3 separate regions of the Mus musculus genome follow, and all the other regions are linked to region 3. Evidence: chromatin contacts called from public Hi-C and promoter capture Hi-C data. All regions are on one chromosome and are shown on one strand. The core of a region is the stretch at or near the end of the contact, and the rest is flanking DNA. Distances in the headings are between cores, read along the strand shown. Region 1 overlaps Sumf1 (sulfatase modifying factor 1). Region 2 overlaps Itpr1 (inositol 1,4,5-trisphosphate receptor 1). Region 3 overlaps Itpr1 (inositol 1,4,5-trisphosphate receptor 1).

The links. Hi-C and Micro-C count contacts between places; a contact is called where the count stands out from the background. Capture Hi-C pulls out chosen DNA fragments and counts their contacts.
Region 1: a contact with region 3 is called in a promoter capture Hi-C map of adipose tissue. The contact joins two enhancer-like sites. A contact is called at or near these places in 1 of 484 Hi-C or Micro-C datasets (erythroblasts) and 2 of 9 other capture datasets (adipose tissue and liver).
Region 2: a contact with region 3 is called in a Hi-C map of the C10 cell line, with 2.0 times the contacts expected there. The contact joins two enhancer-like sites. A contact is called at or near these places in 4 of 484 Hi-C or Micro-C datasets (the C10 cell line, the G1E-ER4 cell line, bone marrow-derived macrophages and 1 more), 1 of 115 datasets of contacts at active chromatin or transcription factors (embryonic stem cells) and 3 of 9 other capture datasets (adipose tissue, embryonic stem cells and liver).

What each region holds. Positions count from the first base shown.
Region 1 is chr6:108,124,625-108,128,506 of GRCm38.p6, reverse strand. The region is part of intron 7 of Sumf1 (sulfatase modifying factor 1); the gene reads left to right. Among named protein-coding and RNA genes, the nearest start is that of Sumf1, 59 kb to the left of the region's middle. Within about 2 kb of position 2,071, at least 7 of the 459 cell types and tissues checked have an H3K27ac peak or open chromatin away from gene starts, as enhancers often do. A contact at or near this core is called in adipose tissue, where this site is marked.
Region 2 is chr6:108,369,946-108,373,713 of GRCm38.p6, reverse strand. The region is part of intron 13 of Itpr1 (inositol 1,4,5-trisphosphate receptor 1); the gene reads right to left. Among named protein-coding and RNA genes, the nearest start is that of Gm35165, 100 kb to the left of the region's middle. Within about 2 kb of position 2,008, at least 8 of the 459 cell types and tissues checked have an H3K27ac peak or open chromatin away from gene starts, as enhancers often do.
Region 3 is chr6:108,248,181-108,252,336 of GRCm38.p6, reverse strand. The region is part of intron 4 of Itpr1 (inositol 1,4,5-trisphosphate receptor 1); the gene reads right to left. Among named protein-coding and RNA genes, the nearest start is that of Itpr1, 37 kb to the right of the region's middle. Within about 2 kb of position 2,531, at least 103 of the 459 cell types and tissues checked have an H3K27ac peak or open chromatin away from gene starts, as enhancers often do. A contact at or near this core is called in adipose tissue, where this site is marked.

The DNA of each region.
Region 1 (3,882 bases), core at 822-3,321, 120 kb after region 3:
CCTGACCCCGACCTGCCTCTGACCTTGGTAGGCTTCTCACCTTGTCTCGTCCTTAATTCTTTATTTGAAAAAAAATGGGGCAAATGACTGAGGGTCTGCACATGCCTGTGCTGGCATGATTGTTAATAGTTAATAAAGCCTTTGTTTTTTAAACATTTATTTAAACGATACATTATAAGGTTACCTTATAATAATGATAATAATTGAACTTATTACAGTGACTGGCCGTTTTACAGATGTAAGACATAAGGCAGTACTTACATATAGTGTGTATGTGATAAGTATCAGCCTCTAGGTTTACTTGCATGCTCCTTATTCTGTGAGTAGAATTAGTGTGTTTAATACCATATTTTATGCATGATCCCAGAAGCAAAAATTGTAGGTTTTTAGACAATGGAGTGCCATCCATCCTGGTGTGAGCAACTTGGATGAAGTTTCAAGGATTCTCTTCCCTTTTGACCTAGCATGAGTAGAACAAACAGAACGAAGGAAATGGCTCTTCTCCTTCACCTCAAAAGCAGGGGGCACTGCTTGAATTCGCCACTGCAGGAGTCTGTGCTTCTCTAATGAGAACCTGGGAAGCTGTTCATTTGGTTTGTGTTTCTCACATAGGCTGTGCTCCTAATTTGAACTTCCCTCTACCTTTGACCTTCCTCTGCCATCACCTTCCCCTTCCTCTTTTAATGCAATAATTAAACTTCTTTCTCTCTTGTTCTCTCTCCTCCTTTCCTCCTTCCCCCTTCCCCCTTTCCCCCTTTCCTTCTTTCTTTCCTTCTTTTCTTTTCTTTTCTTTTCTTTTCTTTTCTTTTCTTTTCTTTCCTTTCCTTTCCTTTCCTTTCCTTTCCTTTCCTTTCCTTTCTTTCTTTCTTTCTTTCTTTCTTTCTTTCTTTCTTTCTTTCTTGCCTCTGCCTCCCAAGTGCTGAGATTAAAGGCATTTACCACCATGCCCAGCTAGGGTACACTTTTCATTGATTCTTTCCTAGGGAATAAATAACATTTCACCTAATTCAAAAAGCTTTATTCTCAGTAGTGCTTTTATGTACTTACTCTTAAAATTCCCTTTCACGTGAATACTGAGCATAAAAGAATTATTGGGACATCTTATTTTGTACCTTGGGAAGAGATTCTGTGACATCTCGAAGATGGTTGATTGCTTAGAGGCAAGGTCAGTTTGAGGGTCCATGGTGTTCTGATGGCGTGGACTCTATGACTGCACAGCCCTCTCTGCTCAATAGCTGTGAGCCTAGGACAAGGCAAACATGTCATTACTCTCAGGCTTCCAATTTCCTTATCCTTAAAATAATACTTCCTGTTTTCAGGTTCATCTTTGGGAATCAGATGGCATAAAAAGGCAGTAATTGTGATGTAGAACAATGTTTTACATTATGGGATGTTTGAAAGCAGAGTGCCTTTCTTTAAAGGGGGTTGGGGAGCGGCAGATTTGATGATCAGCACCCATCACTCCCGCTCTCAGGATGCTGCAATATCCTGGCTTACAGTAGTGGTACTTTGCCTAATAATAGAAGATGGCAGAAGTGGCTGAAGAAACTTGTAGGAACGGTGAGCAGAACCTGTCTTAGTCACACCCATGATGCCCCTATTGCTGTGTTAGTATGCAGGCATGGATGATGTTTTTGTTGCCCTGGGCTGCTGGAACCTTGCCTATGGAGTCCATGTCATCTGCCAGCTGGAAGGCTTGCCTAGAAGTCAAGTGTGCCAGGGAACCCAGCACACAGTTAACCAGGGCAAGGGCAACTTAACTCCCAATTCTTAGCACTCAACCGAGTTCACTTCTCAAGGTTGTAGAGAATAAAATCTCTCCCTTTAATCTGCATTCCTCTGCATTTAAAGTTCGAAGGAAGTCTTTGATGACCAATATTTGGGGTCCTAGAAGACATAGTCTTTCTTTTCATTTATTTTAGTTTAAACACTTGTGTTCTTTGACTTTAAAAGTGTTTTTGTTTATAGAAAATTCCAAACATATAAAAGTAGAAACAAATCCTCTGCTGAGCCTCTGTGCTCTGCAGTCAGCTTCACTATCAGGTCACAGTGGACCTGGCTGTCTCCGTGCTTGTTCCTTCTTGTCCCCAGTGATGTGTAGGAGGCCCAGAAGCCTGTTGTCCGTGTGTTTGAAGAGACCTCTTCAGTAATTGCTTCAGATTTTGCGTTTTCCTGAAAACGGCTTAGTCTTCTACTGCCTTACAGCTTACGCTGACTTTCATCATTATATGTTTTTTTTCCCCACTCAAAAACCCCAATTGTGGCTGGACATTCATACCTCCCAGCACTTGAAACACAGAGGTAGCCAGATCTCTATGAACGTGAGGCATCCTGGCCTAGATAGGGACTTCCAGGCCAGCCAGGTCTCCCCTGGTGCGACCCAGGCTCAAAACAAGCAAATAAACAAGCAAGTACTCCCCAGATTACCTTGGTATAATTGATATTTATATGCAACAAGCCACATATATTTGAAGTATTCATTTTAGTTCAGTTTGATAATTGTCCATGAAATAATCCCAATCAGAATAGTGACTATAGGAGTCATCTTGTGTCACCTTGTAACCTCTGTGTCTCATGCCTCAGAAATTTGTGATCCTCTTTCTAGAAAGCACAGATTCTGTGGAATTGATTTCAGTTTTAGATAAATGGAATTATATATTATGCATTCTATTTTGTCTCGCTTTTTTTTTCATAATGCCAGCCTTTTACCTATTCTACAGATGTTATTGGGCTCCCACCAGGTACCATTTTGAAAGCTATAAAGGCCTGTTAGGAGGCTATTATAGTTGGTTCTGCTGACAAATGATGGTAGTTTGAATCAGAGAGGTTGCCATGGAGATGATGAGCTGCCATTCATTAGAACTCTCCTTTGGAGGTAAAGCTAATTGGACTACTTGGATGTAAGGATGAAAGAGAGGGAGGAATTCAGATCATCTCCCAGGATTGGGAGATATTTTGAGATAGTCACAAAACTGCTGTTTAAATATTTTTAAAAGCAAAGAATAGCTTCCCTTGTCCAATAGAAAATTATGAATTTCAGTTTTTCTCTCTGGTGTTGGGATATGATTTGAATTAGGCTAGCAGAAAGACCTTAGGAAGAAGGGGAATATTTTTGGATTTTTTTCAATGTATATTGAAGTGACATTAATTCTGCTATCTTTGACCCACAGGTTTCTGTTTTCATTTTAGTGATAAAAAGATCAATTCAACCAAGTCTGATGCCATTGTTGAGTCAGACTGTACTTTGTGATGGTACTTTAGCTATGGTAATTTTATTAGAGTATAAAACAGCCTGTCTTCAGTCTACAAGTATTATTAACATACCATGAATTTTATTAGGACTTGGACAACTCTACTTGGGAATTGAGCATTAGACAAACTAGATCAAATGTTCTCTGTGGATTTGAATGTGAAGTTATGCACTACCAGGGCTATTAAGTTCATGAGTACCTTTGGGAAATCTGAGTTAGTTATAAATTAATAATATGAAGTAACATCAGCATGACACAGATCTCCTGTCATTTGTTTAATGTGTTCTACACATTATCTCCTTCAGTCCCTACATCTGTCCAGAGAAGCTGGGATGGTTATTATTTCTGTTTTTCAAAGGAGGAACCTGGGGGCATAGAGGGGTGGCATAACTATCTCAAAGGCTCATTCAGTGTCAGGAGCAGGATTTGAACCTAGTTTGATTGAACCCTTGGTTTTCATCCTAAGCTAACATTTGAGGTGAATCTTGAGTTTAATGAATAGCTGGGAGTAGACGTGTTAGGCAGAGAGAGTAAGTGTTCCTGGGCGGCTGATGAGAAGTGCTATCTGTGAGTAGGAAGAACGCAGGGCTTCTAGGCAGCTCTCTGGGTTAGCTGAGCAGATACTTCACGG
Region 2 (3,768 bases), core at 759-3,258, 120 kb before region 3:
TCAATGAGAACAGAAGCTTTGAAAATACAATATATGGGACCTCAAAATATGTTTTAAAATATTCCCAAACGAGCCAAGAATCCAAATGTAAACAATGAAAATGAATAAAATCTTAAAAGAATATATCAGTATAAAATTTTGTGGCCATGTTTTTTGTTTTGTTTTTGTTTGTTTGTTTTTTGTTTTTAAAGTCAAGAAGCTAAAAGCTGAATCAGACTAAAAAATAAATTTAACCTGTTCAGGATACCATCGAAGAACAGAAAGATAACATGCAAGAAAACATTTGCAAATCATGGATCAGATAATATTTGGATCTAGAAAACACACAAGTCAATAATAAAAAAGGATATATAGCTAATATAGAACAACATGAGGACCTGTACTAAAGGGTAGCAGCATTAGGAAGGTTGAGAACCACTGCACTAGCGAGCCATCTGCTCATCCAGGCTCATGGCTGCTCTATTCCCAGCAGCTAGGAACCAGGGTTCAGTATGAACATCCATCAACAGAACAGATATGAAAACAGTGGTATATATACATAATATACTAATAATAATGGACTATTACCCACTTGTAAGGCAAGATGAAAGCTGCAGGTAAAAGGATGAACTCTAAGAAATTATACTGAGTGAGGTACCCCAGACCCTGAAAGACGGTCACCCTTGCTCTCTCCCGTAGACAGATCCTGCCTTCAAATCTTTTGTTTCATGTGTTTAACTTGGAGCAGGGATGGAAGGCAGGCAACTAGAAAGGGGCCTTCTGTAGGGGGAAGAGGATGCTAAGGGAGGAGGTGGATGATGGGAGAATTGGAAGTAGGGAGGTGGAAGGCAGCAGGGGAGGAAAGGCTTAAGCAGGGGTGGGAACAGGGGTGGGGGGCAGACTCAGAAGATGGGGGAAGGGGAGGGCTAGCCACACGAAAGTCACACTTGATGTACACCAACTGAAAGACAAAAAGAGTAAGAGCCGGGCTAGCAGGACACCGTGAAGTGAGAGGAGGAGACTGAAGATTAAAGACTGAGTGGGGATGGCAGAGATGAAGGGGTAGCCAGAGGGACAACCAAAGCTCAGGATCTATGAAAAAGCCTAACAGAAACCCGCCACTTAGTAAGCTCATTTTAAAATCCAACTTAAAAAAAAAGTTAGTTTGAACAGAATCATTCTGCATGAGAGGACAATGCTGCTTCCGGAAGCCTTGGGTTATTAAATGAGCACTGCAGTACAAGACATGGGATACCTCCCTATGAGTTGTTGGTAAAGAAAACTCCTAGTGCTCCCTAAAGTAGCATGGAGTAGCATGGGCTATTGGATTGCCCTTGCTTACCCAGCATAACCACATGGCAAGGACCCTGCCGCTGAAGATACCACATGATCTGACTGTAGGACACAGGGATGTCCATCCCAAACCTCCCAAGACACATTCACCCTGATTGCCACTTTTAAGGTGGCAGAAGGGGCTGTGCAGGCAGATGAGGGAGAACAGGCATCCATGGTCTTACCCAGTGCTGAACCCTTTATGTAACATTACTGACCTGCCAGGCATGATGTGCCCATTTGGGTAATAGTGGCACAGTTGTTATAAGGCAACTAACCTCTTTCTGATTGGATTTCAGGCCCACTCTGCTAAAAGGAATTTTATGCCTTACACTGTAAACCTTGTCAAAAGCACATGCATGACCAAGGACGTCATAGGCCTGGAAGCAGAGTCTACTTTTCTTATGCTGCGGAATGGTCACACTATCAGCATGCCTTTGTAAATAGTCACGCTTATACCCATAGAACCACAGCAGATGAAGGCTGCACTCGACTTTTGAATCAGAGAAGGTTCGTTTTTGTGGCGGACAGAAGTCAACGGAGGGAGGCAGACCTGATCAGTGTGCTGAGAATAAGAGACTGAGTGTTCAACCTAAATGGAATATTGCTAGTTAATTCTACTGCTACCAGTGGGGCTCAGGGAACATACAGAAGAGGAAGCAAAAAAAAAAAAAAAAAAAAAAAAGCTGGAGAACAGGAAGAGGTGTTGGGAAATGCAGCCTTCTGGCCGTGACATGCTTGTTACAGTATCTATGGTTACCTGCATTAGAGCAATTCTGAAGGAAACTAAAATAACAGGTTACAGATCTAGAAGAAAGCTGTGTATACCTGCAGGCTTTTACAGACGGATACCTGTAGCCTGCCTCAGATTCTCAAGGGGTTACCAAGCCAGCAGAGCTTAACAACAAGGAATCTGGCTGTAGAGCAAACAAAGGCCGGCTGCCTTGAGAGGTTCTGTTCTCTGTGGACACTACCTTACACTTCTCCCTTTGGGAAGGGACAGGAATAGCAAATGAGCACAAGTCAAGGATCCTGAATTCTGACCGCAATTACACAGGGTGAGGTTAAGTTTCCCAGTCATCCTCGGGCTGAGCAGGAAAATGACAAGGCAGGCACAATGAAGCACAGAGGTGTCCTCAGTGAAGGGTCCCATGAAAACCCAGTCAACACCAGTGAGACATCAGACACCCAATGTAGAGCGGAAGAGTGAGAAGGACTGTCACCGTGAGACAATGATATCCTAGCCATTTACCAATACGAGCTCTGCTACAGGACTCTAACTTATGACACTGCTTAAACTCTCTGAGTCTCAATGTCTTTCTATAAGAGAATGTATAATTCCTAGCTCACAGCGCTTCAAACATGACAAAATTATAAATTATGTAAGATGAGTCTACTATCTACTTAGCACTATGCTTCCCATGTCACTGAAACTCAATGAATAAGATTGTTCTTGACTTTGTCAAGAACAGATTTTTGACAAGGTGTGCTAGTACACACTTTTGATCCCAGGACTTGAAAGGCAGAGGCAGGAAGACCTATGTGAGTTCCAGGCCAGCTAGGGCTACAAACTGGGACCCTACCTCAAAATAAATAATAAACAAGCAAACAAACAAATAAGTGACTTTTGGGGCTAGTGAAATGGTTCAATACATAAAGCAATCATAGTAACCCAAGTATGGCACTTGGGGAAGGTTGGAGAGATGCCTCAGTGGTTAAGAACTCTGGCTGGGTGTGGTTCCCAGCACCCACATGGTAGCTCACAACTGTCTGTAAAGTCTGTGGGCAGCTGGCAAGCACATTGTGCAGTGACATTCATGCAGGCGAAAAATCCATACACATGTATTAAAATACAGAACTCTAAAAAATTTTTAAAAGAAAAAGAATGGCATCTGAGTTTGAGCCCTAGAGCCTAGAGAAACGCTGTCCTCTGATCACCATGCTGACAGCGGCATGCACAGCCATTTACACACATCACGCACAATACAATACTTGTTAAACACAATGCCAACACTTGTTTAAAGATTGGCTCTTCCATTTATAGCATGATATAAGAATATGTTTTTGTTTGTTTGCTTTTTGAGATGGGATTTCTCTGTCTAGCCTTGGCTGTCCTGAAATTCACTTCCGACCAGGCTGGCCTTGAACTCAACAAAGGTCCTGGGTCTGCCTATCAAGTGCTGAAACTAAAAAGCATGTGCCACCACTGCCCTGCTATGAAAAATACACTCTTAGGCAACAAAAGTAATAGCTAAGTTGAATAAAATACATGAAAAGGAACACTGATTTAACCTCCTAATATTTTAAATAAGCTTACTATGTACCCAGTGATTTTTCACTTTTTAAATTTTTCTCTTCAATTTTTTAGCCAGTTAAGAGACAGCTGAGGTTTGGGGAAGGAGGGAAAGGGGTAAAGTTACTGAACTGCTTATGGTATGGATTGTTAACCTAAACATC
Region 3 (4,156 bases), core at 1,282-3,781:
CCCAAGTGCACCCTCAGCTCGACTGTGACTCCTCTAGGGGCAGGGGGGAGGAATGAAACAGGGTCCACCCACAGGCACAACGGTGGGAGCGCCCAACAAGGGAGGGGTGTGTGGCCAGGAATGAGAAGTGTTGCTAGAGTTTATCTGAGACCTAACCTCTTGATGGCCCTGTGTTAATTTTCACTGAGCAATATGCCTGCTCAATTTGATAGGTAAGCAAGAGGCCCCAGATAGTCCCTGAGAAACACAACTCTACAAATTCACTCTACAGACAGACACTCTGCAGTTTTCCAGATGTGGGTTCAAATCCAAGTCCGGCCTGGTTTCCTTACCCTCTCAACAGAGAAGGTGCCCAGCTGTCAAATAGGAACAATCACAGGGTTGCACCTATGACCATATCAGACCAGATACAAGGCAGCCAAGACATCTTGAAACTGTAAACATCAAAGGGGCAATGAAGAGTCAACATAATGGTTCAAAAAAAGAAGAAAAACCAACCAAACAAACAAATTCCTTCTGAGGATGGATCAACTTCCTCTCATGAAAAGAAATGCTTGAGATAATCAATTTATAAAGAGAAAGAACTGTTTGGCTCAGTTTTGGAGCTCATGACTGGTTGTCCCTGCAGCAGAGCAGTACTTTCCAGTAAGAGTAAGAGCTTGTGGTGGGACAGTCAACTCAGCAGGAAACAAAGGAGAGAGCATCTCTCCTTCCACCCCCCCCCACTCCCCCTCCCCACCCCAAAGACCTAAAGTCTTCTCACTAGGCCACACCTCTTAAAGGCACCACCACATCCTTGTTGCCCAAGCCTTTCAAATATGAGCCTTTGGGGGCTAATCAAAATCCAACATGTAGCAAAAAATGAGACCAAACACAGCCCAAAGTTCCAGGGAGAAGACAACCTCTTATAGAGTACCAGACTTGTGTAGTTTGGAAAAAGATTACAGCATGAGACAGCATACTGAGAAGACCAGAGGCCAGTTGACTTGAAATGTCATCAATGAAAACACAGTTGGGCTGGGAACCACAAAATATCATACCAGGAAAAACACTGACTCTTCTACAACTGGCTTTTGCTAAGGATCAACACTACAGGCGTGGGGGCCAGACAGGCAGGGCAATCTGTGGTACTTCTACATGTCCCATGTCTAGGTGAAAAGACAAAAGTAGAAGGCAGCTGTAATAAACACCACACTAGAAGGTCAGGGTTATAGTTAGCATATATCTCTAGTCTATGAACGCAGCTCTGATTGACATATTTGGGAAGGACACAAAAATGGGCAAAGTAGTTGTGTTGGGGCCAGACTGCTTGGATTTCCATTCTGGTTCTATCATTGCTAGCTGTATGACCTTAAACCAAGCACTGTACCTCTTGTATATCAGCGTCTCCATCCATAGAAGAGCAACTTCCTTCTAGAATTGTTCTAAGACTAAATAAACAGATGTATATAAAGGAAACTATAAGATTCAATAAATTGATTTAACTAATTTAAGTAAAGACTGAACAAAGTATTCACAACCACCTATTTGTGTTTACAGAAGGCAGGTTATTAACACAGGAAAACGGGACAAAACTTTATTTTGCTTTAATCCATGACCCCAAAGAACAAAGGGAAGCTTTGGGTACAATCCAATCCCAATTCTGACACAGCATCATTCTCTGTCTCCAGCACCCTAGTTATCCCAGTCCGATTTTCTCACTTGGCAAACGAGGAAGAGACAAAGTTATCATAGGCTCAAGTGATTCACCGCATGTTCATCTTCATTGATGCCCTTAAGACAGGACTATAAAAACCCTTTGCCAAAAGAAAAGTCCTTAATCAAGCACTACATTCTGCTGTCAGAAGGACCATACAATGATATGACAATTGACCCAATTACTTCTGGCTGGGATTTCAAAATCCATTTGTTCTAGAATGGAAGAAGCCACATCACATCAGCGGGATTGAATTAGAGGACACGGTAATCATATTTATTTTGCTGGGAACATTTTCAGGATAAAACAGCTGAAAATTAATCCCATTAACAAGTAAATTAACTATTAGGGTAAGTGAATGTGAAACAGACACTTGAGTTCTATTTGCCAAGGGTGACTCAAATATTCAAAAATAAATGGACTCAGAGCAGGAGAGTACTTGTGTCCATTCATTATACGAGAGGCCACAGGCACACATCTCATATCGTCAAGAAAGTGGGCAGAAACACACGGGGAGCTACTGGAAGAAGTGTGTGGGACTCCTGCAATAATCAAGCTACAGGAACCAGCCCCACTGATTGTGTAACACCCTGGAAGCATTCTAGGTTGCCCAGGGAATTGATTTAAATTACAGCTTTGTTCCCTTTCAATGGAGTCTGTTGGTGCAAGATTGAGATAAGCCAGCAAATCTGAAATGAAGATTATAAAAACCTACTAATCTTTTCATTAAATTTGAATTGACTTTGTGAATAAAGAACACGTTGCAAGAGCCTCTCCTGCAAGGCAGCTTCACACATAGGCAATATCTTCAATATGCCCCACGGCATGATTCTGACGCGTACCTTCAACAGACTGATGGGTTTTTTTTTCCCTTACCTAACAAGACAGGCAAAGAGTAAGCTCTGCATTCCTGTCATGGATTAAAATCAGAAGAACAAACAAAATTTAAGTTAGGCCCTCCCCTTTGCATGTGGGTATTTAAAACTAAATAAGATATGGGTTCATTCCTTGGATGCCTTGCCAAAAAGAAGGGGGGGGGGGGGTAGGAGAGAATGTTGCTTAGCAACAATTAAAACAATGTGCAGCAAAGGAACAGGGTTTGAAAGAAAGCTAAGCCAGCAGGCTTGTTAGAGTCACCCTGAAAGACCTTTGTGACCCAAGATCCTGGCTGTGTCTCCTTCTGGCCTCAGGGTGAAAGTCTGTCTGTTTCCTTTTTATCTAGACAGAGACAACTTGTAATCCCAGGGAAAAGGAGATCTACTTCTAGGCAGCTCCAGGCTCCTGAATACCAATGCTTTCTTGTGAAATATGAACCTGCCCATTTCCAGTCCCGGCCGGCTGCAGTGTCTAGAGCTGGAATGGATATGGGGAGATATTTCACTAAACCTGCACTTAACGAATGGGGAAACAGACACATAAAGACACGGTGGTTTCTCCAAGATAATGAAGCCGTTTGCAGTAGCCAACCAGCCTCCAGCTCTGGCCTCACATGACATCCTTTTCTCAGTGTCCTACCTAGGCCTAAACCACAAGCAAGTCTATGATCCAGTAAGTAGGTTTTGACTATTTGTATCACTGACCCTGAAATAGGCCACTCCTGGTGGAGACACCTACCAACGTTGCCAGGAAGTTTCAAGGCTAATTACAAAGTGGATGGACCAAATATAAAACACTTCAGTCCTTCCCCCATTAAGACAGCTTATTAAATCTCCAAGACCCCTCAGAGAGGGACTGACATTCTGCAAGCACTCTAGAAAAGGAGAACAAAGGTCTGGCAAAAGGAAAAAGGCCAGAGGCTTAGCCCTCAAATCCATAGCTATGCACTGGGCCTCAGTCCAACTCACAGAGGAAAGTAACGCTTCTCCCATGCTCATTGCAAGAGCTAGACTCGCAGGCTGTCGTGTCTCGGAGCCCAGGCTGAGGAACCAGAGACTTTCAGCTCACACCCAACTTGAAATGCTCAGACACTGGTTACACTGCCTTGGGCTAGACCCTTAATGGCTCCACAAACATGTCCCAATCATGTGGACATTATGCATATTCCTGAGCTAGTGTTGGGAACAGCTGAAGATTCATTGTAACAAAGGGTCCAAGGCAGCCAGCCAGCCAGCCTGCCTGCCTGCCTGCCTGCCTGCCTGCCTGCCTGCCTGCCTGCCTGCCTCCCTCCCTCCCTCCCTCCCTTCCTTCTTTTTTCCTTCCTTCTTAGCTTTTCATTGAAATAAGTCTGAATAAAAGCTAGGTAGAATTCAAGAACAGAGAAGTAACATTTTGTCTAGTCTCAATTAGAAGCTATGCCAGTGACAAAGGCCATGCCCTTACAGAACCCTCAGGCCAGGGGTTTAAGACAATCTATAGGGCAAATGGTGGGAAAGGACAGGGTCAGCCCTCAGGACTCTGGCATTCAGGCGTGACATGACACTGGACCAGTTCCTAACATCTGTTAACCCAAATAGCATTAGG